Linked DNA regions of Sus scrofa: region 2 is linked to region 1. The links are chromatin contacts, called in public Hi-C maps. All regions are on one chromosome and are shown on one strand. The core of a region is the stretch at or near the end of the contact, and the rest is flanking DNA. Distances in the headings are between cores, read along the strand shown. Region 1 holds the start of PRPF3 (pre-mRNA processing factor 3). Region 2 holds the start of OTUD7B (OTU domain-containing protein 7B).

Region 1 (7,132 bases), core at 1,671-4,170:
GTGACCTGTGCTGCAGCTTGTGGCACCATGGGATCCTTAACCCACTGAGTGAGGCCAGTGGTCAAACGCACATCCTCACAGAGATGTCAGGTCCTTAACCTACTGAGCCACAACAGGAATTCCCATTCTGTTTGATTTTTAAACCTAACTCAGAAAGTATCAGTGGATCAATGAAATCTGTGGAATAAACAAACCCTGAATTTAACCTAGTCTAAGAAATGAGTTCCAGCTTCTTTTTTGATTCTGTCATATTCAAGGATTGCAAATATTTATATAAAGTCCACTTAGAGGTCAGCTTTTCTATTCTTATTTCCAGGCAGGTATTCCTCAACCCAGCCGTTCTTCTTTTTTTTTTTTTTTTTGGCAGCACCCATGGCATATGGAAGTTCCCGGGCCAGGGAACGAAGCCGAGCCAAAGCTGTGGCATGGCCAGATCCTTAACCCATTGCACCACATTGTGAACTCCAACCCAGGCCTTCTTTAAGGCATGCAAATAAGGGAGGCTTTATCCACATCAGTCATCCTATACTAAAGCTCATAATCCTTAAGGCTGTTTTTGTCAATTTTTTTTTTTTTTTTTTTTTTTTTGTCTTTTTAGGGCTACATCTTCAGAAGTTCTCAGGCTAGGGGTCCAAACGAGCTGTGGCTGCTGGCCACAGCCACAGCCACAGAGGATCTGAGCCTTGTCCATGAGCTATATCACAGCTCACAGCAAAGCCGGATCCTTTAACCCACTGAGGGGACCAAGGATCAAACCCGAATCCTCATGGTGACTAGTCAGGTTTGTTACCACTGAACCACAATAGGAACTCGCTCTCACAATTCTCTGTAGTCACATTCATCCTAGTGGGAATTCTGTACTCAGATATTTTTCTCTTATGTTCTACAGGGCCTCTGTCATAAATATTCTCTCAGTTCAGAAAAGATTACTTTCATTTTGGATGTACTCTCTTTCCACTTCTATTTTTCTCCTGTTTAGCTTAACAGAGAAAACACCATCATAAAAGACTCTCTAGAACAATCTTTAAATGCAAATTAATACGATTCTTCTTCTTCCTTTTTTTTTTTTTTTTTTGCTACTGTACGTTCTGGGGCCAGGGATGGAACGTGGACGACACAGAAGCATCTCAAGCTGCTGCAGTGACAACACTGGATTCTTAACCCACTGAGCTACAAAAGAACGCTTCAAGATGTTTTAAGATGGAGTTCCTGTCATAGGATAGTGGTTAACGAATCCGACTAGGAACCATGAGGTTGTGGGTTCGATCCCTGGCCATGCTCAGTGGGTTGAGGATCCGACGTTGCTGTGGCTCTGGCGTAGGCCGGCGGGTACAGCTCCGATTAGACCCCTAGCCTGGGAACCTCCATATGCAGCCCAAGAAATGGCAGAAAGAAGAAAAAAAAATTACACTGTACCTTTTAGGAGAAAAGATATCCAGAAAGAAGAAAAAAAAATTACACTGTACCTTTTAGGAGAAAAGATATCTTAAAACTTTTTTTGCCCCCCTTGGGCCGCTCCCACGGCATATGGAGGTTCCCAGGCTAGGGATCTAATCGGAGCTGTACCCGCCGGCCTACGCTAGAGCCACAGCAACGTGGGATCCGAGCCGAGTCTGCGACCTACACCACAGCTCACGGCAACGCCGGATCCTCAACCCACTGAGCAAGGCCAGGGATCGAACCCACAACCTCATGGTTCCTAGTCGGATTCGTTAACCACTGAGCCACGACAAGAACTCCGGTACAGTCTAATTAACTTCTGCATTCTTGGTAGGTTTATCCTCTATAAGACCTGTTGCTAAACAGTGTATTTAATTTTGGTATAACCATATGAAGCTAGTGAAGTCATGAAACTAGGAGTAAAAGATTTTGTGTCTTACTGACATGTTATATAATAAATCTATGATGGCTCTATTTACCCATCATGAGACAGCACTATAGCTTATCAATTTCAACATGCTAACTGTTCAATGCTCAAAAGAAGGGTATTCAGACAACATAGGGAGTGAAGAAAGAGCTCTTCCATTTACTAACCTTCTGTCAAGCAATTCCTCTGAGCCTCAGTTCATTCATCTTACAAAAGGAGGACAACTGCCATAGCTATCTGGCACTTAATTCATTCAGTAAGTATTTACTGCACAACAACTAAGTGTTAATGTAGTGGGATACTGCCAAGGATACATACAACAGTGAACAAAAGAGACAAGAATCCTCACCTTAGAGGGCTTATATTCCACTAGAACTGAATCATAGATTAGAAAGTTTAAGCCGTTTGAAAATCCAAAGCAATAAACGGGGTACCACTCTATAAACGAACCGTATGCCCAAGCACTATACTTATGTACTCAATTTCAACCCATTCCCTCCATAATATAACGTGCAGACTAAACAGTCAGTGGGCAAAAATCAAACTTCCAAATAGTAACTAGCTTTGTCATTAATCAGACGTTCAACAATAACTGCGTGGGGCGGGGTGGGGGTGGTTACGGTGTGGAGGGAGAGAGAGGAAGGCAGAATGATCTCAATGAGCAGGTAGCAGAATCTAATCTTCTGAAGGAATTCCTTACTTCGTGCTCTTCTTTGCTACAAGTCGAATTTCCTCCCTTAAACCCTATCCTTTGCTTTTTGCTCTCTCCATCTCTCTGACCGGACCCTTTCCCCACCTTGTTCTACCCAAACTCATCTCAGAGGTAGTCTCCTCACCCTGTCCCTTTCCCGCCCCCGCCCTTTTCCTCTCAACAATCTCATTCCAACCCGTTCTCGCACAGAACCTGGTTCTTTCCTCAGCCTCCTTTCTGTTGAACCTCCCGCCTCGGTCCTCCCTTTGGACTGAAACTTAGCCCCAGCCGCTAGGACCCGAGCATACCCTCTCTGGGCCCGGGGCCACTACTCACCTCACAAACTTCAGCCCCTGAGACGGAGCCCGAACGTTACACCGGAACCGGAAACCCTCCGACCGCCCTACGGCCTGCCGTCGCTACCGCCACGGCTGCTGCCTCGCCACGGTCCCACAACTTGTGACGAAAGAGGGCGGGGCCCCGGTTCGCGCAGCCGTAGTAGCTACTTTTCCGCGGCGGAGCGCATGCGTGGCGGAGCCGTAACGATTTCCCCCGGCAAGCTACTTGGCTCCTTCGGTTCCCCGTGCTAAACCTGTTAACTACATTAGCGCAAAATTAATGTTACCTGAAGCATAAATTGAGCTGCTTGTAGTATTCCCGTGGAGAATAAGTGCGCTAAGGCTATGGCTAGAACTAAAAGCAGAGCTTCTGCGTTTGGGCTAAACCTGGACTTTCTGGTAGGAAGTAAACTTCAGAGTAGTGATCGTTAGTATTAACCACTCTCTCCTTAGCCTTTGTCCTTAACAGTGGTGCCAAGAGACCCAGAAAACCGACTAGTGTGGGAGGAGTCTGAAGATAGTACCCTCTCACACACCTTTGTTTCTTTCTTCCATTCATTCGCAAAACAAATAATTGCTGGCAGTCTAGTACTTTTTAGGCCCCACCTGCAGCATATATAAATTCGGGTTAGGGGTTGAATCAGAGCTGCAGCTTCTGGCCTATGCCACAGCCACGCAGAATCAGAGCTAGGACTGTGACCTACACCACAGCTCAGGGCAACACTGGCTCCTTAATCCACTGGGCAAGGCCAGGGATGGAACCTGTGTTCTCATGGATACTAGTGGGGTTCTTTACTCGCTGAGCCAGGACAGGAATTCCTAATCAACCATTTTGGTCCTCAACTAATCCTTACCTAACAAGCACCTTTACTTCTTGCCAGCTCCAATTATAATTCTTTTCTTTTTTTTTCTTCCTTTTTACGGCCTAACTTGCAGAATACAGAAGTTGCTGGTCTAGAGGTTGAATCGGAGCTGCACCTGCTGGTCTGTGCCACAGCCACAGCCACACTGGATCTGAGCCGCACCTGTGTTCTACACTGCAGCTTGCTGCAACACTGGATCCTTAACCCACTGAGCAAGGCCAGTTTGATGTGGGATCAAACCCACATCCTCGTGGATACTAGTTCTTAACCCCAATTATAATTCCTCCAATTATAATTTTTAATAAACAACTTATTTAACTACCTGTAAGCTTGTAAGCCTCCCCAATTTTGTAGTCCAGCAGAACACGATTCAAGTGCTTCTTAAACCTGTGTCTCCCTCAGTAAAGAACTTATATAAAGCTAAACTCATGAAGTTCCCACTGTGGCCCAACAGGATCACAGCATCTCTGCAGTGTTGGGATGCAAGTTTGATCCCTGGCCTGGCACAGTGGGTTAAGGACCTGGTGTTAGGCTGCAGTTGGCCCAGGAACTCCATGGCTTTCCATATTACTTAGTGAAAAATGCCCTACACTCCATTACTTCTGTGATCTCACTTGTTTTTTGTTGTTGTTGTTGTACCCGAGGCATGTAGAAGTTCCTGGGTCAGGGATTGAACTCACAGCACAGCAGTGACAATACCGGATCCTTAACCACTAGGCCACGAGGGAACTCCTGTAATCTCATCTACTGCTCTTTCCTTTACTCATTCAGCTCCACAGCTACAGAATCCTGACCCCTTGTTGTTCCTTGAACATGCCAAGTATACAAGGCCTTTGCACTTGTTGCTTTCTGCCTGAATTACTTATCATTCAAATAGCTGCATGGTTGGTTCCCTCACTCCTTTGGATTTTTATTCAAAATCTTAGAGAAGCCTTTCCCAACCTCTCTACTTAATTTTGAAGGCTGCTTGTCATAGTTAATCAGACCAATTTTTTCTCTTTTTTTCTTTTTCCATAATACTTATCACAGTATTAGTCCTAGATAATTTACTTATTATATTTATTGCTTATCATCTGACTCTCTCTACTAGAATGTCAGCTCCATAAAGGCAGGAATTACTGTTCACTGATAGATCTTAAATGTCTGCAGTAGCACCTAGCACAGTTAAATATTTGTTGAATTAAAGAACCACATCTTTGGAGTTCCCGTGGTGGCTCAGTGGTAATGAACCCAACTACTGAGGATGCAGTTTCAACCCCTGGCCTCACTCAGTGGGTTAAGAATCTGGCACTGCCATGAGCTGTGTAGGTCACAGACACAGCTTAGATCTGGCATTGCTGTGGCTGTAGCATAGGCTGGCAGCTACAGCTCTGATTCAACCCCTTGCTGCATCTGCTGCTGCTGGCCTACACCACAGCCACAGCAACACCAGATCTGAGCTGCATCTGCCAACTGCAGGTTTGATCCCTGGCCTCACTCAGTGGGCCAAGGATCTGGTGTTGCCATGAGCTGTGGTGTGGATCACAGATGTGGCTCAGATCTGGCATTGCTGTGGCTGTGGTATAGACCAGCAGCTGCAGTTCTGATTCAGCCCCTAGCCTGGGAACTTACATATGCCAAAGGTGCAGCCCTAAAAAACAAAACAAACAAACAAACAAAAAAAAGCCCAGAGAATAACAAGTATTGGCAAGGATCTGGAGAAACTGGAACTCTGTGCACTGTTAGTGGGAATGTAAAATGGTACAACCACTGTAGAAAACAGCATGGTGGTTTATCAAACAATTAAAAGTAGAATGACTCTATGGCCCAGCAATTCTCCTCTCAGTATATACCTCCAAAACCAAAGCAGAGTCTCAAAGATTTGTACACCCATGTTCATAGCAGCATTATTCAGAGTAGTGAAAAGATTGAAGCAACCTATGTGTTCACTGACAGATGAATAACCAAAATGCAGTATACACATACAATGGAATATTATTCATTCATAAAAAAGGAATAAATTTCTGATACATGGTACACGAATAAACCTTAAAAATATGCTAGGTTTGGAGTTCTTATTGTGGCTCAGTGGTTAAAAAACCCAACTAGTATCTGTGAGGACTGGGGTTCGATCCCTGGCCTTGCTCAGTGGGGTAAGGATCCGGTGTTGCTGTAAGTTGTGGTGTAGGTCGCGGACGTGGCTTGGATTTGGCATTGTTGTGGCTGTGGTATAAGCCGGCAGCTACAGTTCCAATTCTACCCCTAGCCTGGGATCTTCCACACGCTATGGGTGTGGCCCTAAAAAGACAAAAAAAAAAAAAGCTAGGTTAAGTAAGCCAGACACAAAAAGGCAAATATTGTATGATTCCATTTATATGAGGTGTCTAAAATAGACAAATAGAAAGTAGAATAGACAAAAAAGTCCCAACCTCCAGGTAATTAAAAATCTAATGGAGGGAGAAAGACACAATAGTAATAAATCACAACTTACAGAGAAATAAACTACTATGGAATTCTGCTGTGGCACAGTGGATTAAGAATCCAACTGCGGCAGCTTGGATCGCTGTGAAGGTGTAGGTTTGATCCTGGGCCCAGCACAGTGGGTTAAAGGATCCAGTGTTGCGGAGTTCCCATCGTGGCGCAGTGGTTAACGAATCCGACTAGGAACCATGAGGTTGCGGGTTCGGTCCCTGCCCTTGCTCAGTGGGTTAAGGATCCAGTGTTGCCGTGAGCTGTGGTGTAGGTCGCAGACGCGGCTCGGATCCCGAACTGCTGTGGCTCTGGCATAGGCCAGCGGCTACAGCTCTGATTAGACCCCTAGACTGGGAAGCTCCACATGCTGCGGAAGCAGCCCAAAAAAAAAAAAAAAAAAAAAAAAAAAAGGATCCAGTGTTGCCACAGCTACAGCTCGGATTCGATCCCTGGCTCAAGAATTTCCAATATGCCAAGGGTACAGCCATTAAATAAAAAAAGAAAGAAAGAAACTTAGAAAGTTAAACTCAAGAGAAGAAAAAGAGAATATGAGAAAGGAAGGGAACTCTCTTGCAAAAGGAGTCAGAGAAGGAATCTTGGAGAACATCCAAACCGAGATCCTGGTGTACAGCTGAGGAGAGGAGAAAACAGCATGTTCTGTGATCCTGAAGTACATCTGAAGAGACAAGTAGCTAGAGAGAAAAGCAAGGTTCAGTCAGGAACGGCCTTAAATGCCATGTTAAGTGGTTTAGACTTTATCTTGAAAGTAGTGGGAACTAATCACTAACTTAAGCAGCGAAGTGAAAAGGGATCAAAGTTGCATTTTAGAACAATCACTCAGGCTGAGGTGTGAAGGCCAGTCAACAGGGATGCAAGGAGATTGTTCTATGGCTATTGTAGTAATAGAAGTAATAGAAGAGTT
Region 2 (7,132 bases), core at 3,191-5,690, 280 kb after region 1:
GGTTCAGTGGTTCACCAATCCGACTAGGAACCACGAGGTTGCGGGTTCAATCCCTGGCCTTGCTCAGTGGGTTGGGGATCCCGAATTGCTGTGGCTGGCAGCTACAACTCCGATTGGACCCCTAGCCTGGGAACCTCCATATGCTGCGTGAGTGGCTCTAGAAAAGGCAAAAAGACAAAAAAAAAAAAAAAAAAAAAGAAGATACTTTTCCCTCACATTGAAATGTTCCCTTGTGTCCACTTTCTATTCAGTCCCCACCTCCCCTCAATATGCAACCATAGTTCTAATTTCTATCGTTGTTTACTTTTGCCTGTTCTCAAATTTCATGTAAATGGTTCTTTTTCTGAATAAATGATTTTGAGTTTTCTCCATGGTGTTGTGCTTAAAAGGGAGTTCATTTCTCTTTTACAGCCACACTCGCGGAGTTCCCAGGCTAGGGGTCGAATCAGAGCTGCAGCTGCAGGCCTACACTGAAGCTTGTGGTAACACCAGATTCTTAATCCACTGAGTGAAGCCAGGGATTGAACCTGCATCCTTGTGGAGATTACATTGGGTTCTTAACTCACTGAGCCACTGGGAACTCTGGGAGTTTGCTTTTAAAAATACATTCCTGGAGTTCCAATCTCGGCTCAGTGGTTAACGAATCTGACTAGCATCCATGAGGACACAGGTTTGATCCTTGGCCTCGCTCAGTGGGTTGAGAATCTGGCGTTGCCGGGAGTTCCCGTCGTGGCACAGTGGTTAACGAATCCGACTAGGAACCATGAGGTTGCGGGTTCAATCTCTGGCCTTGCTCAGTGGGTTAAGGATCTGGCGTTGCTGTGAGCTGTGGTGTAGGTCGCAGACTCGCTCGGATCCCGAGTTTGCTGTGGCTCTGGCGTTGTCGGGAGCTGCAGTGTGTCGCAGATGTGGCTCAGATCCAGCGTTGCTGTGGCTGTGGTGCAGGCTGGCAGCTGCAGCTCCGATTTGACCCCTAGCCTGGGAACTTCCATATGCCGCAGGTGTGGCTCTAAAAAGCAAAAGCAAAAGAAAATTACATTCCTTTGTTTAATTAATGTATTTGTCATTTTTCTGTCAGATATTTGAGATATTTCCAGTTTGGGCCTATTATGAATAATCCTGTTAGGAACATTCATAAAAGCTTTTTGTGGACATCCATTTTTCTTTCTATTGAGTAAATACCTAGGAGTAGAATTGGTGGGTCATAGGATAGGAAAGTGTTTCACTTTATAAGAACTTGGAGAGTCTAAAATATATATATATATATATATATATATATATATATATATATATATATATTTATTTTTTTTTTATTTTATTTTTTTTGCTATTTCTTGGGCCGCTCCTGCGGCATATGGAGATTCCCAGGCTAGGGGTCCAATCGGAGCTGTAGCCATTGGCCTACGCCAGAGCCACAGCAACGCTGGATCCGAGCCCTGTCTGCGACCTACACCACAGCTCATGGCAACGCCAGATCGTCAACCCGCTGAGCAAGGGCAGGGACCGAACCCATAACCTCATGGTTCCTAGTCGGATTCGTTAACCACTACGCCATGACGGGAACTCCTAAAAAATGTTTTTAAAGAATAGATTCATGGTCCTCAGTCCCAAGACTTCTGAGTTAGTTGTCTGAGGTTTCTAGGCACATACAGCATATAGTTTTTAAAACTCCACAGAACCACTGGTCTAAATTATAGTGGTGATAGTGGAACGGAAGTTATTTTGGTTTGGTTTTCTTTTCTACCACAAAAGCATATAAATGCAAACAATTTGCTGTTTTTTTTTTTTTTTTTTCCTGGTTAGCTGCAAAATAGCTTTCTCTGAACGTTTCCCCCTACTCTATCCATTAGTCCCAGTGTTGAAATTATCTCTTCTTCTAGTTTCTCTGCCGAAAGGCAAAGCTCTTTTTTTTTTTTTCCTGATCTTGCCCAAAGCAAAGTGAAAGCTCTGGGAGCTCCTTGGAGCAGCCCTTAGAATTGCTAAAAATGAGTAAACAGAAACAGGCCTTTAGGGTGGAGAAGAACTTTGTACTGAATGACAGATGAGGGTGTGTGGCCCTGGGTACACCGGTAGGGTTTTCTCTGCTACTTTTACTTTCCTTCCTTACCATTCTTCTACCTGTGGGCAAAAAATAACCAGCTGTGTTCTGCCTTCTGACAATGACACTGGACAGCTACTTCTGAGCATTTGGAATAGTGACAGCCTGACTGGCTGCACATCACTACAGAAGAGTTTCCCGGTTTCTAGGCAGAGAAACTGACACAGAGGAATAGGGAGTCACTTAATGGATTAGGAGCTGGCTGAGCTGGGACCAGAACCCAGGTGGCCTGGCTCCCAGCCCAGCTGACCACACTGCTACCCACACAGCCTGCGCTGACCCAAAACAAGCAGCCCATTGAGCAACTGCACAAACAACAATGAGTGATGGATGGGCAGAGCAAGAAACAGGCACAAAGCAACTGCAACCCCATCACTTCCTGGCCCCTAAATTTCCAGGCAAGCCTGTAAAGTGTGGTCACTTAAATGGGTTTGACCGGCAACTTGGCCCAGCTTTCAAATTTGGAAACTTTTTGTAGTCACTGCCAAAAGTAAAAGTCTGCCTTGTACTGAGGATGGAGAGTGCCTTTGAACTCCATACCTGGTCCTAATCAGCCTGCAGTAGTGGAGTTAAAACTAAAAAGACATAGTTAATGGATGGGCATAACCTGGTCCTGGGACAGCCTTGGTGAAACAAGACAGTTTTAGATTTCTTTTTTTTTCTTCAATGTCCACACCTGTGGCATATGGGAGTTCCCGGGCCAGGGACTGAATTTGAGCTGGATCCTTTAACGCACTGCACAGGGCCAGGGATCAAACCCATACTTCTACGCCGATCTGAACCATTGCAGTCAGGTTCTTAATCCACTGCGCCACAGCAGGAACTCCAGCTTTGGATTTTTGAGGCTCCTTACCTGTGGGCTTTTCCTCTCACCTCAGACTTAGCTGGCAAGGGGTGGAAGTGATCAACAGAGTTTGGTGACAATTAATTTAGGTGATCAAGCCTCATTCTACTCCTCCTCAAATTTGCCACTGAACAATACCTAAAATTTGTAGTTCCCATATACTTGAAGCCCAGACCAAATGGCTCTGCCTGCCAACCCAGAGCATGCTTCCTGGGCATGCTTCATGCAAGGCACTCTTTCCTGCTGGGCCTTGGTATGACCCTAGGCCCAGCCCTAAATCCTTACCTCTAAACTCAGGATATTCCCAAGAGACATAGCTGTCTAGGAAGTTTCCTGTTTCAGATGTCAATTTTCTATCTTGAGCTGGGTAATTCTAAACGGCTTCCCTTTAGAAACTGAGGACTTCAGAATCTAATGAGGGGACAGAAAAGTTGACTATAATATTTGCTTTTAAATAGGCCTAAGGAGCACAATTTAGATAATAAACATTTTGAACATGCAAGCCAGTTGTCACAATGTTAGGAATATGAATTAAAATTTTGGATTTATTTGGTCAGATTATAGCAGGGACTGGTCCCATTTTGTGTTTGTCATAAAGAGGTATTAACGAAATGGCTCTTCTTACTTGAAACTGTCCACATTCTTCAAATCTTTATTCATTCAACAAATATGGGAGGTTTGCTGTGTGTCAGGCAAAGGTTATGTTCTCACAGTCATAGGTCTTTATAACCCACACAGCACTGATAAGAGTTCCGCCTTATGTAATAGTTTGATGCATTTTACTAAAGTGTTAAGATCCTTGATGCCTGGGATTTTGTCAATCATTTTTGTGTTCCCAATATCAATGAGCACAGTGCCTTGCACATAGTAGGGACTCAATTAGTATTTGAGAATTGAACTATGCTGCAAGGCTGTTAAAAGGCATTACCAAAAAAAGCACTACATAACTTGTTTTGATTGGGCTAAGAGTCTAAGGCAGAAATGTCAATAGGGTATCCTCGTTAGGCAAGTAAATAAATATTGAGTGTTTATAGGGAAAGGTATGTTCAGTTCATGAGTGGATGAAGCGTGCATAACTGGGTGGAGACGGGTCTGGAAGAAGCGTTGTTCATTTCCCTCTGGTCAGTCCAGAGTGATTGCGTAGAGTAACTAGAATTTCAGTCTTCTCTTTCTAAAGTATTCTCATCCCTCTCACCTTCCTAGAACTACCCCTCCTCTCTCTGCTTCCCAAAGGGCTGTGTCCAAACGACTCCACCTCAAAGTCTCGAGGGTATACCCTGTACCTCTCCAGCTCTGGTTCAAGAACTCTGCAGACCAGGGGCTTTGGGAACACGCGCCAGGAAAACACGGGGTCACGCTCCGGGCAAGCGCCAAACTGGCCTAGGCCGAGGGAGCGGCGCTAAGGGCGGGGCTCCCAAGGGGCGGGGCCGGGCGGGGCGAGGCGGGGCGCAGGAGGCCCGGGGCCGCTTGGGTGTCACCACCAACCCGCTCCGGCCGGAAACCGGCGTTTGTTTCCGGCCGGACGGCCGAAAACCAACGATCCTGAACCAGCCGCCGGAGTCAGAGTGGCGACCGAGTGTGGAGCAGGCAAAAAGCCACTGGGGGAGGCCAGTCCGGATCAGTCCCGTCTGGCTCCAGCTCCTGATCCTGTGCGGAGCAACAACCGCGGTCGCATTCTCCGCCGCCGCCTCCGACTCCATCGTCGTCGGGGGAGGGGCCGGCCGGACCCCGGGGTCACTGCCGTGGAATGAGGAGAGGCAGCCGGGCCCCGCGCTCCGCCCCGGCCTAGGGCCTTGCCCCGGGAGTCGCGAGGGTAACGGAGCCCCCCTCCCTGTCACCCTCCCCCGTCTGCCCCCGCCCCTCCCGCCTCTTCAGACTCCCAAACTCTGACCCTCTGATCGCCACGGTCCCTCTTCTCCTTTCTGATTATATTTCACCCAGAGCCTTCTCCTCTCGGCACCCCCTCCTCGCCCTTACTGTGCCTTGCTTCGTCCCAACCTTTCCCTCGTTACTCCTCCCTTTCACCTGCGTCCCGCGATCCAGCCCTCCTTCCCCATTCTTGGCCTCCCTTCCTCAACTGCTGGGCAGTTCGGACGGTCCTCCCTTATCAGCTAGACTTTCGGAGAGGGATGGTGGACTTTTAAGGTGGTTAGGAGTGCAGGCTACTACTCTCATAGTAGGATAAAGTTCATTTTAAAGTCTCAATATAAAAGTAGAATGAAAACAAGCTTGTTCTCCCTTAAGGATAGCCAAACTGAGGTGCGTCCAGTAATGGAGGAAGGGAGCGAAAAAGAAGTGTGTGTGTGTGTGTGTGTGTGTGTGTGTGTGAGTGTGAGAGGGAGGGAGGGAGAATGACTGATTCTACGGTAGGCTTATGAACTTTAGAAAAAAGAAAAGTTGCTGTGAGCCCGATGGAAACTTTAGAAGCTGATGATGAGTAAGCCGGGGGCTGCGTGATCTCACTCCTCTTCTCATAATTACTAGGTTAACGGTGTGGCTCTGGTCGGGATGGAATGGGATTTGTTTACTGGGCCGGCGTATTTTTAGCTTGTCGGCTCACAAGGAACAGCGCTCTGAGTCTCTCTCTTTCCCTCTTTCTTTCCCTCTCTCTTTTTTTCTAACCCCCTCTTTCCGTCTATGCCTTGGTAGTCTGTCTCTAGAACTTCGGTTGCTTCTCTGGGCAGAGTACAGATATAAAAATTAAGTTAAAAGAAACTGGTGAAATTTTATGTTGAGATTCTCCCGAGCTCTTCAGGGAGTTTTCATGAATGCAAAAACAAAAATTAGCAGGACTTTTCGTTTTAGTACATATATGCATAAAATACTTTTTAGAAAATATAGAAGCTGGTAATTGTTCAGTCTTTGGCTTCTCATACTTTGTATTTAGATCTTGGAGGACGCTGGCGCCCTTTGTCTTTCAACCTATTTCTAAAGTGAGAAAGGACAAAGTAGAGAGAAGAGGTAGTGGTAAGGCTAGTCCAAAAAGGTAGCTAATCTAAAAACCAGAAAATTTCCTTCCCAGTAAATGGGATTGTATTCCTGATGGGATGGAGAAGACAACAGGACGTACGCTGGGTGGTTAGGGAGAATGAGACTAGTAATTAAACATTTGCTTTGCATAATTTACAAATGAATACATTATAGGCAAACAATTATACTCTTTGTCCTCATTGTTCTTTGAGCCTTTCTTTTCAAGTTTAGTAATCAACCTGCTGTGCTAGTCTGTTGATATTTTGAAAGCTGAACAGTACTGTAAAATAAATGAAATGGTGTTGCTCATCTGGAAGCCGAATGCCAGTCTGTTCTAATTTCCACTAGCTACCCAGCATGCTTTGGAGCACCTCCCTGAGTTAGTGGCCAGTTACTATGTACTTAGAGATTACAAATGAATACAAATATTAGCTCATACTAGGAATAATTGAGAAGATAAATATGCTGAAAAGATATTCCAAAACTGAAATAGACTATTTTTTGATTTTTTTTTTCCATTTGGATTATCAGCACCTTTCTACCGATAATCATCCGTTAACATGAATAATTTAGAACTGAACAGATACACACTTTGGACATTACGTATTCAAGCAGGAAGGAAAGATGGAAGGAAGATAGTTTCCAAACTCCTACTATTTTTGTTGTTGTTGATGCTTGCTTTGACTTATCCCTTTCATTTAATGCCAAAGACTCCCTTGTGGGGAAAAAAAAAAGTAAACCTTTGCCAAAGAAAGGACTGTCTACTGACTTGTATAAGGCAGGCTGACCAGTAATGAATGTTAAATGTTAGTTGGACTTTGGTGTAGTTATGTTGCCAGCAGCTTGGAAATTCTCCTGAAGCTTTATTTCCTTAATCTTTTTCTTTTGGGATCCCAGAGTCTGTTGACTGTCGATAATTATTTTAATTTGTGAGTTGGTTGGTGCCAATATTAGTGATGATATCTAGCAAATTCTGTTTATATTTGTATTTAGCAACTTTCCCTAGTTGAACTACGTATGTTATTCCAGGGGTTGGGGGTGGGTATGGGAATTGAAGGAGTGAATAAAATCTAAGAATAAGTGTAGGGCAGCCCAATAACCCACCACTAGTTCCAGTTCTCAGAAAGCTTAGTTTGGGATTTTGAGATTCAACATATGTAACCAAGTGAATTATGATGGAAGAACTCTGTATTAAAAATAAGTTTTCTGGTTATTATGGG

The links. Hi-C and Micro-C count contacts between places; a contact is called where the count stands out from the background.
Region 2: a Hi-C map of liver shows a contact between it and region 1, with 5 times the contacts expected there. The contact joins the promoter of OTUD7B here to the promoter of PRPF3 in region 1. A contact is called at or near these places in 1 of 5 promoter capture datasets (fetal liver), 1 of 47 Hi-C or Micro-C datasets (liver) and 1 of 2 datasets of contacts at active chromatin or transcription factors (skeletal muscle).

Annotation. Positions count from the first base shown.
Region 1 is chr4:98,768,711-98,775,842 of Sscrofa11.1, forward strand. PRPF3 (pre-mRNA processing factor 3) reads right to left here and starts at 2,921. Exons shown (of 16, transcript NM_001135965.1): 1 at 2,895-2,921. LOC110260326 (a long non-coding RNA gene) reads left to right here and starts at 3,063. Exons shown (of 2, transcript XR_002343444.1): 1 at 3,063-3,295; 2 at 3,833-4,084.
Region 2 is chr4:99,049,986-99,057,117 of Sscrofa11.1, forward strand. It overlaps OTUD7B (OTU domain-containing protein 7B), which reads left to right and starts at 4,441. Exons shown (of 12, transcript XM_001925669.7): 1 at 4,441-4,755.